Regions from separate parts of the Anas platyrhynchos genome. Here region 1 is linked to region 2. Evidence: chromatin contacts called from public Hi-C data. All regions are on one chromosome and are shown on one strand. Each heading gives the region's core, a stretch centred on a gene start, on an enhancer-like site or on the middle of the called end of the contact. The rest is flanking DNA. Distances are from core to core; before and after follow the strand shown.

Region 1 (6,786 bases), core at 752-3,251, 180 kb before region 2:
GGAGCAGAATCAATGTGGTTCAGCTCATGGCAGTGCCAGTAATCCTAAATCCTAAATGCCTTGAAATTACACATTTACACAATTAGGTGCAATATGCATAAGGATACCACTGGTAAGCATTGTGATTTGGCTACTTATACTAGATCAGAGCTCAGAAGTGCAACCACCTAATTTCCTCCAGCAGCTGTTGGGTCATAATGAATAAAAATGGAGATGAAGTCAGTTTATTTTGTCAAGTATTGAGGCATAAGTAAGATTAGAAGATGAAACTGGAAATGAATAAATCAAATTTATTTGTGTTTTACCATTTACCACAAGTATCATGAGAATTGGAGGCAGCCCCACATAGGGAAACCACTCCTGCATATCAGGCCAAAACAAGGCCTGAAGATGGGTTTTCATTCCTAAAAGAATATGTATATATTATACAGTACAAATATATATGTAATATATAACATGTATATAATATATATGTAGTCAGCTATATAGCTGAGAAAATGGAAGACAATGCTTCTCCCTAGAAGCAACTGCAAACCTTAAAGAATATGTTGGACTATGGGGCAGAAAGGGCTCAAAAGTGTGCTGTCTTTTCCATGGTGCTTTCTGATCACTGTTTTCCACCCTTTGTAGCATGTGCACTCTGCTCCTCTATGCTGCCTCCATCCCACCACCATGCCACCTACTTCAGCTCAAGCCCTCCCATTCCATTCCCCAGGAGGTATCCAGAAGCATCTTCCCATGCTTCAGCCCAGTAACTAACCCATTTTGCTGGAGGTACCATCAGCCCCAGCCATCTCTCCCACAATCCTCTTTCTTCTTAATATTTCTCTGGGTTTGCCTATTTGGGTTTTGCCCTACTCTGACTTGCCCCTACCATGCTTCTCCACTGTCCGTAGAGATGGTGCTGTCATTTCTGTGGTGCAAGTTATTCTGTGGTTCATGCAGCACTGGCACTGGGGTCAGCACTGCCTTGTGAGGTAGGAGATGGGGCAGAGCCTCACTGGCAGTGGAAGGGGAAGGATAGCCGGAGGGAGGGGGAGAGTTGGGTCTTTTGCAGGCTGGGATTAGATCAGAATAAACTGCTGCAGAATCAGCTCTAAATCTCTTCTCACTACACCCTCAAGTAGCTCAGACAGTCAAAACTGCTGACTGTTTTTAGCACTGAGGAAGCCACATTGATCATCTGTAATGCACGTTTACATGAAAGATATTTACACAGATGCAAAATGCAGTAGCTCATTAAATAATTTTTCATCACATGTCACTTATGGAGCAGAAGAAAATTTGGCTGCTGCACAGCAGTTTCTACTGAAGTGGCTAGGACATAATACATTGACATTCAGCTGAAGCAATCAGCTTGAGAAATTTTGTATTGAATGTATTCTGAAGAGTAATTAAGCTTCCTACAGTAAGCAATGCTTGTTAAATTGGGTGTTACTACTTGTTACTTAAAGCAGATAAGGCTACATTGTTTTAAACAGCCTGTCTTATCTTCCCTAAAGAATGAGATTATCTTCTCCGTCTTGTTCTTCCCAGTCTCTCATGAAATACACTTGAGTGCCTGTCCTTCAATCTGTTTTTCATGTGGCCTTCCATAGTAATGCTCAGTAGTCTGTAGCTGTCAGAGTAGCAGTGAGCCCATAAGCAGTGATGATATTTTTCCATTATTCAGGGCCCATTCTGCCACTCTTGCTCACACAGTGTAGTATCTCTTGTTACTGGAAATTATGGGACTGCCTATTTGCCAGGCACTATACAGAGGAGTAAGAGCAGCAGAGGCACTGAGACAGGGGTAAGATATAGGCACTGTTATAAAAGCAAGAGGACACGGTTCTGCATTATTTATGTCTCATTTGGTTATTCAGTGCAAGGAGAATAAAAACTTGATGAAAAAGGGTTTGCTGTAACCTCCAAATATCATTTTGTTTGTATAACTGCAATGCCCAGGACTCACTGTTATGGTCCAGGCCCAGAGTGTGTATAAATACCAAACAAGATTAAGTTCACTGCTTCTCCTGTAAAACAGTTGCTGCTTTCGTATAATGCTACGTTAATGTGACTAGAATTTTCTCCATAATTTGAGTTTACATTATGAAACACCTCAAAGCATAAATGACACTGTTCTTGATACCATGCAAATACGTATCACTTTAATGTGCATTATTTGCAAGTCCCAAAGGAGCAATTGAGTCAAATAAACTAATTCTTCTGAGCGGGATTAGTGTATCCCATGAGAAGCCATGTCGCATTACAACTGATCTCCTCTGTTTTTTTGTTTTTTTTTTTTTTTTCCTAAAAAATCAGTCACTGTGGTTTCTAGGTACTGTGTGCAATCCATTTTCTTACATTTCAGCACTGGGATGACAGTCACTAGGGAGGGTTTTTAATCCCATGACTTTTATTAAAACACAAGAGAAGAAGCATAAACCGCATTATTGCTGAAGGAAGTTGGTCTGCGAAGCTGAATTCCCACATGCACGAATAAGTGAATTACAAGTTAATCTATGTGCAAAAGAGTTTTAGTGATCTCTGTCTGCCTTCTGTGATTTCAGGTCTCCCTGGAAAAATGAACCAAACAACCCTACAAACACATATTTTTCCACTGTCAAATATTTCTCATTTCTAGACAGAGTCCCTTGGCACATCAGTAACTTCTTTTTCATTCTTCAAGTGGATTACCGGTCACTTAGGCAACAGGCAAAATTTCCGATGAGTGAGCAGACTTGCCATGAAAACCCGCCAGCTAGTCAGTGAACAAGTGACATCTCCATGACTAGTAGAAGAAATCTCCATATGATCTCCTTTACACACAGCTTGACAGAAGCTGCTAAACCAGGGAAGATCTGAAAAGTAATCCAAGATAATCAGCAGATTAAGACAGACACTCTGTGCAGCAATTCTCAGTTTGAGTGTTTGTCATCATGCTAAGCTTTTCCAAAGTGTAAAAGTGACTGGAGGTCAAACTGACATCCTCTTTTGGAAGTTTGCATGCTTGCCCCACAAATTATGCATAATGCCTGGCTGTTCTAGAAATTTCTTGAACAAATAATGCAAGCAAATTTCATCCTTCTGTACTCTTATGCAATCTCTGATGTGGTCACAACAACACATTTGCATATGACATAGGTTTTCTCTCCTTTTATTGTAAACAAAAGCTAAATTATTCAATATGCTGTGAGTGCAAGCTCCTTGAGGGAGAAAGATGCTTAATTTTTTTTCTATTTTGAATTTTCAGTAGGATTTCCTATTTTGGTGGTATAACCTGTCCCCTATTTTTTTCCCCAATAGGCTGAAAATTTAGATACTAAAGTCATGGATATCACAGAAGAAGATGAAAAAGTGCTGTAGTGAGCCCTGTCAAATACTGACCTATATGGCATGTTTTGGACAATGTCACCTTGTTGCTCTGTTTCCTCCCTGTCAGTTGAGCACTGGAAGAGAAATATTCCTGTTTTGTCCTTGTTATTGCTCCAGTCAGAAATATTTTGCAGGACAAATTAATGCTCACTAAATTAATACTGATAATGGCTGGAAGCTGGACTCTCTGTTCTGGACTCTCTTGAAACAATGTTAGTGAACCTGTTGGATGTGCTGCTTCAGTGCACTCTTACATCTCCAATGTGCTTACTTGCAAATATTATTTTAACAAAATTTAAATTATAACTCTAACAGTCATGGCCAAAATGATTCAGTAAAATGTATGTTTCCAGAAGTCTAAAATTCAGCTGTGGCTTATGCAAAACTCAGTTTTGTAAACTTTTGTACAGTTGCTTTCTCCACCTGTTGCTGCTGCTTTTAGGAGAAAACATTTGATATCAAGGTGGAACTGGGTTAGTAAGGATCACAATACTGCTTGCATTTGTCTTTCTTTCTGTCAACAAATAAGGTTAATATTATGAATGACTATTCAGGATTATCTATGTCCTTTTTCTATTACCTTCAGAGGTTCTTTGAACAGGGTGTCATCACTGACTGCAAATGTCCCCAACCTGAAAACTTAGAAGTGTTCACAAACAATGTATAACCATTGTGTAAATTTGGTCAAATATTTACATGGATTTTTCGTTTGTTTGTTTTTCTTCCTGTCCTTTACTGTTAAGGCAATGAAGGAGATTTTCATTTCCTTTTAGAGGCAGCATGATTTGCAGACTTTCTTTCTTTTTTTTTTTTTTCCTAGCCCTTGTAAGGCTCATGCTTATGTTAATTGTATAGATTTGAGTCAACTGTTCAGAGGGAAAAGGATGGTCTCTAGCCAGCTGCACAGAAGAACCTGAGACCCTGGACAAAATCTAATGCAAGGGCTATAATGTAGATTGGCAATGATGCTCATTGGCAAATTGCTTTTCTCTAAACTAACATCACTGACTTCATTTAGGTGAATATGTGGACTTGTGCAACCAAGTTGGAGTTCTACATTCAGAGATTGCATTAATTCATTAATTAATGCAATTCAGGTTGCATTAAATGAGATATGATCAAGAAATATCAAAAAGCCAGACAGGTGCTGAAGCTCAAGGCCATCTCAATTCATGAGGTTCTGAAACTTTGAATGTGGAGAGGTATAGACAAAGCAAAAAAAAATCCCTCCAGAAATTCCCATAGTCTACAGCCTCTTAGCAATTTTCTCAGTTGTGTTTTTTCATTGAAAGTTGGCCCTCAGACTGAAATTTGTTTCTGCTTAGCTTTCACTGGAACGCGGCATGTAGCAGCTACCTCTGAAAGGATCCTTTTTTGGGACAAAATCCTCAAAATAGTTAAACGCTTACCTTGCCCTTATTTCTTTGGGAGATAGCTTCCTAAATACCTTTAAAAAACTAGTTCTTATACACTCATGTTTTTGAAAAGGCTAGAGAAGTCCTGTACAGGACTGCTCCATGCATATGAAAACTTTTTGCACTTTTGTTAGAGTCAGAATAAAAAAATATAGGCAATCCTCAAGACATATAGGGCAACACTTCATAAAATGTGAAACACATTGAGAAAATTCCCCAAAATATTATAATACAAGTTAGCACCAGTAATGTCTGTGCCAGACAAAACAAAGAAACAACAACAACAAAACAACAACAACAACAAAAAAGACCAAAATAAAAATCTATTTAATGCTTTCCATCCATCTTAAGTATATATTCCTGTGGTTCTGCAGTAAGCCCTCCCCAAATGTTTAACAACATGAGCCTCAGAATTGCTCTTATGCTCCCTTCCAGCCCTCTGGGCCTGACAGAAATGTTTCAAAAAATGCAATTTTGTAAGAAACAAACAAGCAAACAAATGTGATGTGAAAGTTTTACATGAAGAGGGTAATAATTATGTTGAGTAATACCCACTGTGCTAGACTCTTCACTAGACACTTCATAAGAGGAAAGCCTTTGCTCCAAGGAGCTCACAATCTCATAATTGCATATTCAACCTTAATGTTTTATTTATTGTCTTTGTTTTGAGTCATACTGTGACTTTAAACATTTTCTCAATATAGTTGGATGTTTGGGGCTTGCGGTCTGAAAAATATAAATATGCATTTGAACAATAGCAGTGCTTTTAGTGTGAAAGCTTTTATCTCAGACATTTGATAATAATTGGTCTATAAATAAATATCACAGTGTTAGATAGATGCAAGCAATTTAATCTGGATGATTAATTTGTGGATTTAGCTAATTAAAATTCACTGGCTAAACTACATCTTGCATATATTCAAATCTGCAAAAATATAAATAAATAAATAAACAAATAAAAAGGAGCAACCGGACAGAATAAAAATAATTTTAGTTTCTCTAATAATAAAAATAATTTTAGTTTCTGACTCAGACAGTGCAGCCGATCACACTGGGAAATCAGGGCCAGAGTGGACTTTGAAGGAACTCTGCAATGCTAAGACAGAAAAGCTCCTGTTACGCTGATATTTCTTGGTGTTGAATGCAAAATTTTCCTTTGGGTATTATTAAGCTGGAGACAAACACATTCAAATCTTTGCTATAGCTCTCATACTGTAGGGAGCATACGTTTTAGTTCATGGCCTCCTGCCTTTTTGTGTTTTGCTGTTTAGACTAGGGATGACAGCACATGTTAAAGCATTAAAATAATTTGGATCATGCTGTCTCCTTCTGCTAAGAAAAGTTTTATATCTTGTTTCACCTGCTTCCAAGCCCACACATAACACACAGGTCAGTGCACACAGCCCATGCTGAGGACAGTGTGCCACCACAACGAGGGATGAGAACTGCGACATTCGGCCTTGTCGGTTGATGGCAGCTACCGCTGTTTCTTTAGAGCAGCAGCTGGTGGAGTACAAAGTAAGCCCTTGGGAATGGCAACCTGGTCACTGCTTGTGGCATTCCACACAAAAAGGTGTTTTCTAGCTTTAAAAGTCCTCCCAGTCCTCTAACAAGGCCTTTACAATAAGCCGAAGTGGTTCTGGGGTCACCTGAATTTGCGCGCTGCTGGATAGTTTTCTTCTCAGGTGTGTTTTCTGGTCAAATCCATAAGCATAAAAAGTATGTCTGCACTGCAGGCATGACATTAGGAGGAGACAAGCTGCAGAAGAATGGCAAATAAATCTAAGCAAAGCCCCATGTGAAGCCCCATGCTGTCTTAGCCAGACTGCCAGCCAGCTTCATGCCACCAGTTCTGGGCTGTCCCATTGAACTGCAGCTCAAAGACCTGTCAGGCCAGGAGCTGGGCTAGGCACTAAGCCAAAAGTACAAAAATCCATCACACTTCAGTATCAGCACTATCACATTTCAAAGTCATGTCGTTGCTAAAAAGCTTTCTTTGGAGACTTTGTTTTCA
Region 2 (6,688 bases), core at 417-2,916:
AATGATGTGCTCAGACTAGCATCAGAGAACGTTGGTTAGAGTCTTGGTCCCGTGCCACAAGGAGGCCCATGACTCTTTTGTGATTGCTGCTCTATTAATAGAGTTCAGGAGGACACAGGCTGACCTGATGGTGGGAATGGGCAGACCTATGGGCCCACACATCTCTTCATATGGTCTTGGCAATTCAAACAGTCGTGCTTACCTGAACAGTCCCTCGGCCACAAAAGGCTCCACATTTGACTAGATCAAAACCCTTACTGGGAGGCTCTAGGCAGGTCATACAGACTCTCGTGTCTCAGTTGTGGTTTGTCAAGGATGGGTGCCACCCTGTGTCCTGCATCTTTTCCCTTAGACAAAACCAAGACACCATTCAAACCAGGGCTGGATTTGACCCCATCAACATTCACTTATAAACTCAGTTACAAAATTGCTGAGACCATCTGATTTTTTGTTTTGTTTTGTGTTTTTTTTTCTTTTTTTGGGGGGGGGCGGGGGGGGGGATGATTTAATATTTCCATTTCTTCTCACTAGAAGGAAGGAAAATTTTCTGTTGGTTTATTGTAATAGCTGTAATCCAGGCTTATAAAATACTGATCTCTGCCTCTAATGGCTAAAACGCACAATAGTTTATACATGTACTGTAAGGTAACAAAGCTGAATATTTTTGTTAAAAACATGGCTCTGGAATATCAGATCTTGCAATGGATACCCCCTTGTTGATGTGTTGCCCCTGGTATCACATTGGAGGAGGACCATCCTAAAACTCTTAACATTTGATGAATAATTTTTTTTATCAGACTAATAAGAATGACAGAATTTTCCCCCCTCATCAAATTGACCTCTTTCTACATTCTACTGCATCTAAATATAACTCCTCTTGCTTTTCTGAGTTAAATTATGCACAATTACAGCAAAACACTGTTCAGAGTTTTGTCATGCATAGTAATTTCGTGATTAGTACCTAAGATGCCTTCACACTTGGGTGTTTACAAGTTGATTAAATACTTTGGTTACCTACTTGGGTAGCAGTTTTTATAAACTTACAGCATTTTGGGGGGAGAGGGGTTCATGTTTCTTTCTAATAATCTCACGGTGCTGTAGGAAAGGTAAGAACATTGGAACCTTGACTGCAATGATGAACCAGGGAACCAATGCAACCAGCAGCTTTTCTTCTCAGCTTTGAATATCTGATGCAGCATATCCCCCCTTGGTACCTGAAGTTCTGTGCTCTGCAGTGGCTGGACTATAGCTGTGTTGGGCAATTCTGCTGCTCAGAGGTATCTATACCTTCTATGTATATGGAAGGTATAGGATTGAAAAGGAAGAGTGATACAACAAAGAGGAAGCATCAGTGCTCGTTTATCTCCTGTTGCTGTGGGAGCTCTGGGGATGCCACAGCTCTTCTTTTGTACCACAGCATGGGAAGGTCTGTGCTGGCAGGTAGGAGAGTTTAAAAGACCAGTGTGCTGGCACTTATGAAATGTACTGCTTTATGAAAGTGCCATTGCTCTTAACTACAAAATCCAGAAGTGAAAGCCTGTTTTTAAAACTCCATCTTTTGCTTTCCTTAGCAATGGCTACAATTCAGGCTTGAGAACTGCTTAGTCCTCCTGCCACTGGTCCCAGCAGTTCCACGTGTTTGCTTTCTTAGGAAATTAGTGTCTCTCCTTCCCATGGAAATATGTAGCCATCACTGTTTAAAAAGGGAAAATACGTAAGAAATACGTTTTTTGTTTTGTTTGTTTGTTTGTTTGTTTGTTTTTGGGGGGAAGGGGGAGGAGTGGTGTGTAAATTGGGCTGATCTCAGCCTGTACGTGTGTGTATGTGTGCTTCCATTTTCTTTTCAAAAACAAATAGCCTTTAAAGACTCAGGTTTTTTAAATTTCTCTTTCTTTCCGTAGAACAAATGTCCTTTCCACTGCCTATGCAGGGCAGCATCAATATTCTGTACGTTATTTCGTTTATGGATAGTTTACTATTGCAGAGGGAAGTTCTCAAAGTGTTACTACTCCCCTTGCTGGTGTATGATAGTAATGGCACTTCAATATTTGGCTTTCCAGCGGTAAACTGCTTGCTAGTTGAATAGATGAGGATGATTTTATGGAGATATAGAACAACATTTAAGAATAAAAGTTTGTCTCTTTTCTTATACCATGTGACTAATAAGTGAATAGAATGAATTTCACTTGTTTTTGGTTTTATGCACTCATGGACCTCAGGCATGTGTAAACTTGTCAGCATATTTTTCTTGTAGCTGAAACTATTTAAACAATGGCATGATAACTATTTTAGCTGGTTTGTTTTGCAGAACAATTTGTTCCTCTGAATGAAAAATTGAAAAGGTCTGTAGAAGTCTTGGTAAATATTTACTGATATTGCTGTGTTAAGGGATAATAATAGTAATTAGTTTTCCAATACTTTAAAAGGTTTGTTTTTATTTATTTATTTTAACATAGTACCAGTTTTTTCCTGGCCCCATCTGACTGATGTGGATTAACTATTACCATGACCCCACTTTAAGGTAAACTCAATTTTATGACATGCAAATAGAAATGTCTATATGGTTGTTTTGCCTCACTATGCAAACCATGAAAATAATAGTTTACAGAGGAGAGGTGGTATAAAAGTTAGACTAGGTTTTTAGGGAAATGGATTTCATCAGGAACTTATTTATTTATTCATTTGAAATAACTTGCATAAAGGTAACAGAAACAGAGCAGCACTATGTTTCAGAAATTCATCTGCTACAGCCCAGAATAATGTTCTAGTCTTGGATCTGGTATTGTGCTGGAATAACTTGCATGTGATTTTATATAAGCAGGATGTAATTTGGTTGCTTGTTTGTCCGACAATAAAAGGCCATATGGGGTCAGACAGAAAATCTGCTGAGTAGAGTTATCTGGTCTCCAGCAGCTATTCAAAAGCAGGTTGCAAGGGAAGAATGGGGGGAAAACAAAACAAAACAAAACAAAAACAACAACAACAAAACACACAAGGGCTTGTGGTCTTTTCCCCCATTTCTCTCCCACTTTCACTTATATAATACTGTAAGGCGATTTCAAAATTAATTAAAAAAAAAATTATCCTTGTTCTTTGGAGGGCAAAAATGAGGAGCCCCTAAAGCAGGGCTATAGGAAAGGTGTGGATGGCTGTGCATGTAACGCACACATTATCTAGACAGCCGTATACCCCATACAGTGAATTGGCCCCTATACCATAGAACTTGGTCTTGCAGGGTGCCCATGTGTTTCCAAGGGGATCTTGTTTGTATTGGTTTGATTATTTCATTTCAAGGGGTGGATGTGTATCGGGAGTAAAGCCCCAGTGAGTCACTGAAACAAACCAAGAACAGGGAAATGCATTTTGTCCATGCTCATTTCTGCAAATAAAATCAATTCAAATGAAAATTGGAGTAACAGGGGACCTAGGTCAGGGACCTGTAATGACACTCTGACTTGTGAACACAGAGCCTGAGATGTAAGATCTGAATCTCAGCCCTTTCGTTTACGATATAATGATATAATCGATTTCCTTCAGGGTGCTTTGTCACCTTCAACGTGGACTGTCCAAAGGCTGAGAGGTGTTCTAGCCACATAATGACTGTGGAGGTGCCTGGCAGGGAGCTTTAGTGGGTCGGAACAGATGAAGGTTTTTCAGATAACTTGCATTTGCCCAGTGTGAATGGGGCGGGGGGGTGTCCGTCACCCCTTCCTTCCACCCCAGCTGTCTGCACTGTAGAGTGCACTGCTCTTGCTATGCTTCTTGCTTCAAGCAGTGGATTTCCCTCTGAGGACCATGCTGAAGCCCATTAGAGGGAGAATCTGTTCTTTATGCCAGTTTAACAGCAGGAAGTACATTTTCAAGGCATACGGTTAAAATACAAGTTGAGACATTTTTATTGTTTTTTTTTTCCTTTTCTTTTGTTTTTCCTTCTGTATGGCATACTGGAAAAAATATTTAGGATATCTGTGTCTGCAAATATTTCTGTTTGAATGGGCAATGTTGCCTCTTCTTTTAAAAAAGAATAACAAAAAAATAAACTTTTTTTTTTAATTAAACCCCCCAAGGCTAAATATGTGTAGTTGAAGGCACTATGGGATTGTAATCCAGAAACACAGAACTAATTTTCTTGTTTTACTTTTAAATTAGTTTTTTTTCTGTTAACTAAAATTGAAATGTTTCAATTATGAATAATGCCAGGAAGAACTAGCACACTTGAGTGGGTTTAATGAATTGCGTGTGTTCTTGCTGCTTTGTGAGCGTGTGCATGGCAGTGGAGTTTCTGAGACCTGTCACTTAATATATACTGAAAAGCATGTTTTATTTATGATGTATTAATTTTAACTATCCCAGCTTTTTTGTTTTATGAGCAGGGTTTCTGTAGAGACCTAAGATCATTTTAATATGTTCAGAAGAAATTTCCACAGCTGCTGAATTGGAGAGCTTTATGTCTCATGAAAGTGTAAGAGTAGCATGTTTCTTGTCTGCTTTTATTAGCTTTAAGAAGGCACTGGATTTTTCTGGCATGATTGAAAAAATACTAAAGAGTGTTTTATTCCTTTCTCTGAATAGGCAGCTAGTCTGCATTTATAGTCCATGGTATTATATGTCTACACTATCCATATTAGCCAGTGTCAAATATGAACAAATAACAATGTAAGCACCCTGAGAATAAAAGAAATAAAACTTGAGAATAGGTACTAACGATAAAAACATTCCCTTTTTTTGATGGAAATGTAAAAGGTTAAATTGTAATTTGGATCATCTTAGAACTGGTTTCTGTTGTTTTTAAGTAATCAAAATTTCCTCAGGAGTTTTGAACTTGCTTCAGTACATTTTTATGTTGTCTGCATTTGAACAATCTCTCTTTTGCCATGTCTTTTTTGCTTTATGAGCTGTTCTTTATATTCTGTTAAAAATGCTTACTAAAAGGCTGTATTTTAAGACTGCAATTTAATGTTCCAGAAGAAAAGAGGAGTATTTTTTAACTAAAACCCCAATATTACAGTAACTTGTGAGCACACAGGAGAACTGCTTTTGTAGCTAACATCATTGATTATGAATGCAAAGACAGTGAGTGCAGCAAACCAAATTAATGTGGTAAGGTTATTACTTCATTAGAAAAAAAAACATAAAAATGTATTTCATGCTCATTAAGTGTGAAGGGGGAAAAAAACTGCTTTCACAGAAGTTACATCCTCTTAAAAATTAAAAAATAAAAAAGCATACCAGAAAACAGTATTACGTAAAGTAGTTGTTGGTGATCTGTTCAAAAATTGCCCAGAGCTGTTTTACAAAGTGAAGTGTAATTGTTGCTGTGAGATTCTCCACATAAATAAATACAAATAAAAATAAAAAGCCACCAAAGGCTACATTTGATAAAACGTGAGAATTCCTATTTACAAAACAGCAATGAATAGTTTTGAAGCGGCATCTCCAGATCTGGTCACCTGTGCATATGGAGTGTGCATGCTGTGTGTATGTGTGTGTGCACCCAGTTTTAATTCTGTATTAAGAACAGTTTGTGAACCTTCAGCTTTCACCTTAATGAGTAACAGTACAAAATAAAGCCAATGGTGTGCACACCTTTCAGACATCTTTGCTCCACATGTGAGTGGCTGTTACAGGGAAACTTTCCCTGAGGGGTCTGTCAAGGGACCAGATAATATCCTTATCAATGATGTAGACAATGGGATTGAGCGCACCCTTAGCAAGTTTGCAGATGACACCAAGCTGAGTGGTGCAGTTGATGCAACAAAAGGAAGGATGCCATCCAAAGGGACCTGGACAAGCTTGAGAAGTGGGCCCATGTGAACCACATGAGGTTCAACAAATCCAAGTGCAATGTGTGAAACCTGTGTTGGGGCAATCTCATGCGTGAGCACAGACTGAGAAAAGAACTCATTGAGAGCAGCCCTGCAGAAAAGGACTTGGGGGTTCTGGTGGATGGAAAGCTTGACATGAGCCAGCAGTATGTGCTTGCAGCCCAGAAGGCCAACTGTATCCTGGGCTGCATCAACAGACGGGTGGCCAGCAGGGTGAGGGAGGTGATTGTTCCCCTTAACTCTTCCCATGAGAGGCCCCACCTGGAGTGATGCATCCAGGTCTGGGGCCCCCAGCACAAGAAGGACGTGGGGCTGTTAGAGCAGATCCAGAGGAGGGCTGCGAAGCTGATCAGAGGGCTGGAGCACCTCTCCTGTGAAGAAAGGCTGAGTGACCTGGGGATGTTCAGCCTGGAGAAGAGAAGGCTCCAGGAAGACCTCATTGCAGCTTTTCAATACTGAAAGGGAGCTTGTAAAAAAAGATGGAGAACAACTTTTTTGCTTGGGGCTTTGAGCAACCTTGTCTAGAGGGTGGCATTCCTGCCCATGGCAGGGGGTAAGACCTGTGTGATCTTTAAGGTCCCTTCCAACTCAAGGCATTCTATGATTCTGTGATTCTATGACTGGTCTGAGGTGGGCTTGACTGTGGGGTGTGATATTTTTTGAGAGGCACGCATTGCAGGGCTAGCTCAGAGTTAATTCTTCTTTCTTTCTACTTATGCAGAATCACCACACAGTGACAGACAGCTCTTAGAAGTGTATCAGTTCATTGGTTACTGTAATTTAACTCACCACTTTTTTGAGTAATAGGAATACATTGAGTTACAGGAATTACATTGGCTTTGATGCTACCTGTGCAAGAAAAG

The links. A called contact is a pair of places that touch in the nucleus more often than the background predicts.
Region 1: a Hi-C map of F1 follicle shows a contact between it and region 2, with 5 times the contacts expected there. The contact joins two enhancer-like sites. A contact is called at or near these places in 2 of 8 Hi-C or Micro-C datasets (F1 follicle and F5 follicle).

What each region holds. Positions count from the first base shown.
Region 1 is chr2:42,818,601-42,825,386 of IASCAAS_PekinDuck_T2T, reverse strand. The region is part of intron 1 of LOC113842858 (a long non-coding RNA gene); the gene reads left to right. Among named protein-coding and RNA genes, the nearest start is that of CHST9, 120 kb to the right of the region's middle. Within about 2 kb of position 2,001, at least 1 of the 8 cell types and tissues checked has an H3K27ac peak or open chromatin away from gene starts, as enhancers often do. A contact at or near this core is called in F1 follicle, where this site is marked.
Region 2 is chr2:42,640,544-42,647,231 of IASCAAS_PekinDuck_T2T, reverse strand. All of the region lies in intron 2 of CHST9 (carbohydrate sulfotransferase 9), which reads left to right. Among named protein-coding and RNA genes, the nearest start is that of AQP4, 55 kb to the right of the region's middle. Within about 2 kb of position 1,666, at least 1 of the 8 cell types and tissues checked has an H3K27ac peak or open chromatin away from gene starts, as enhancers often do. A contact at or near this core is called in F1 follicle, where this site is marked.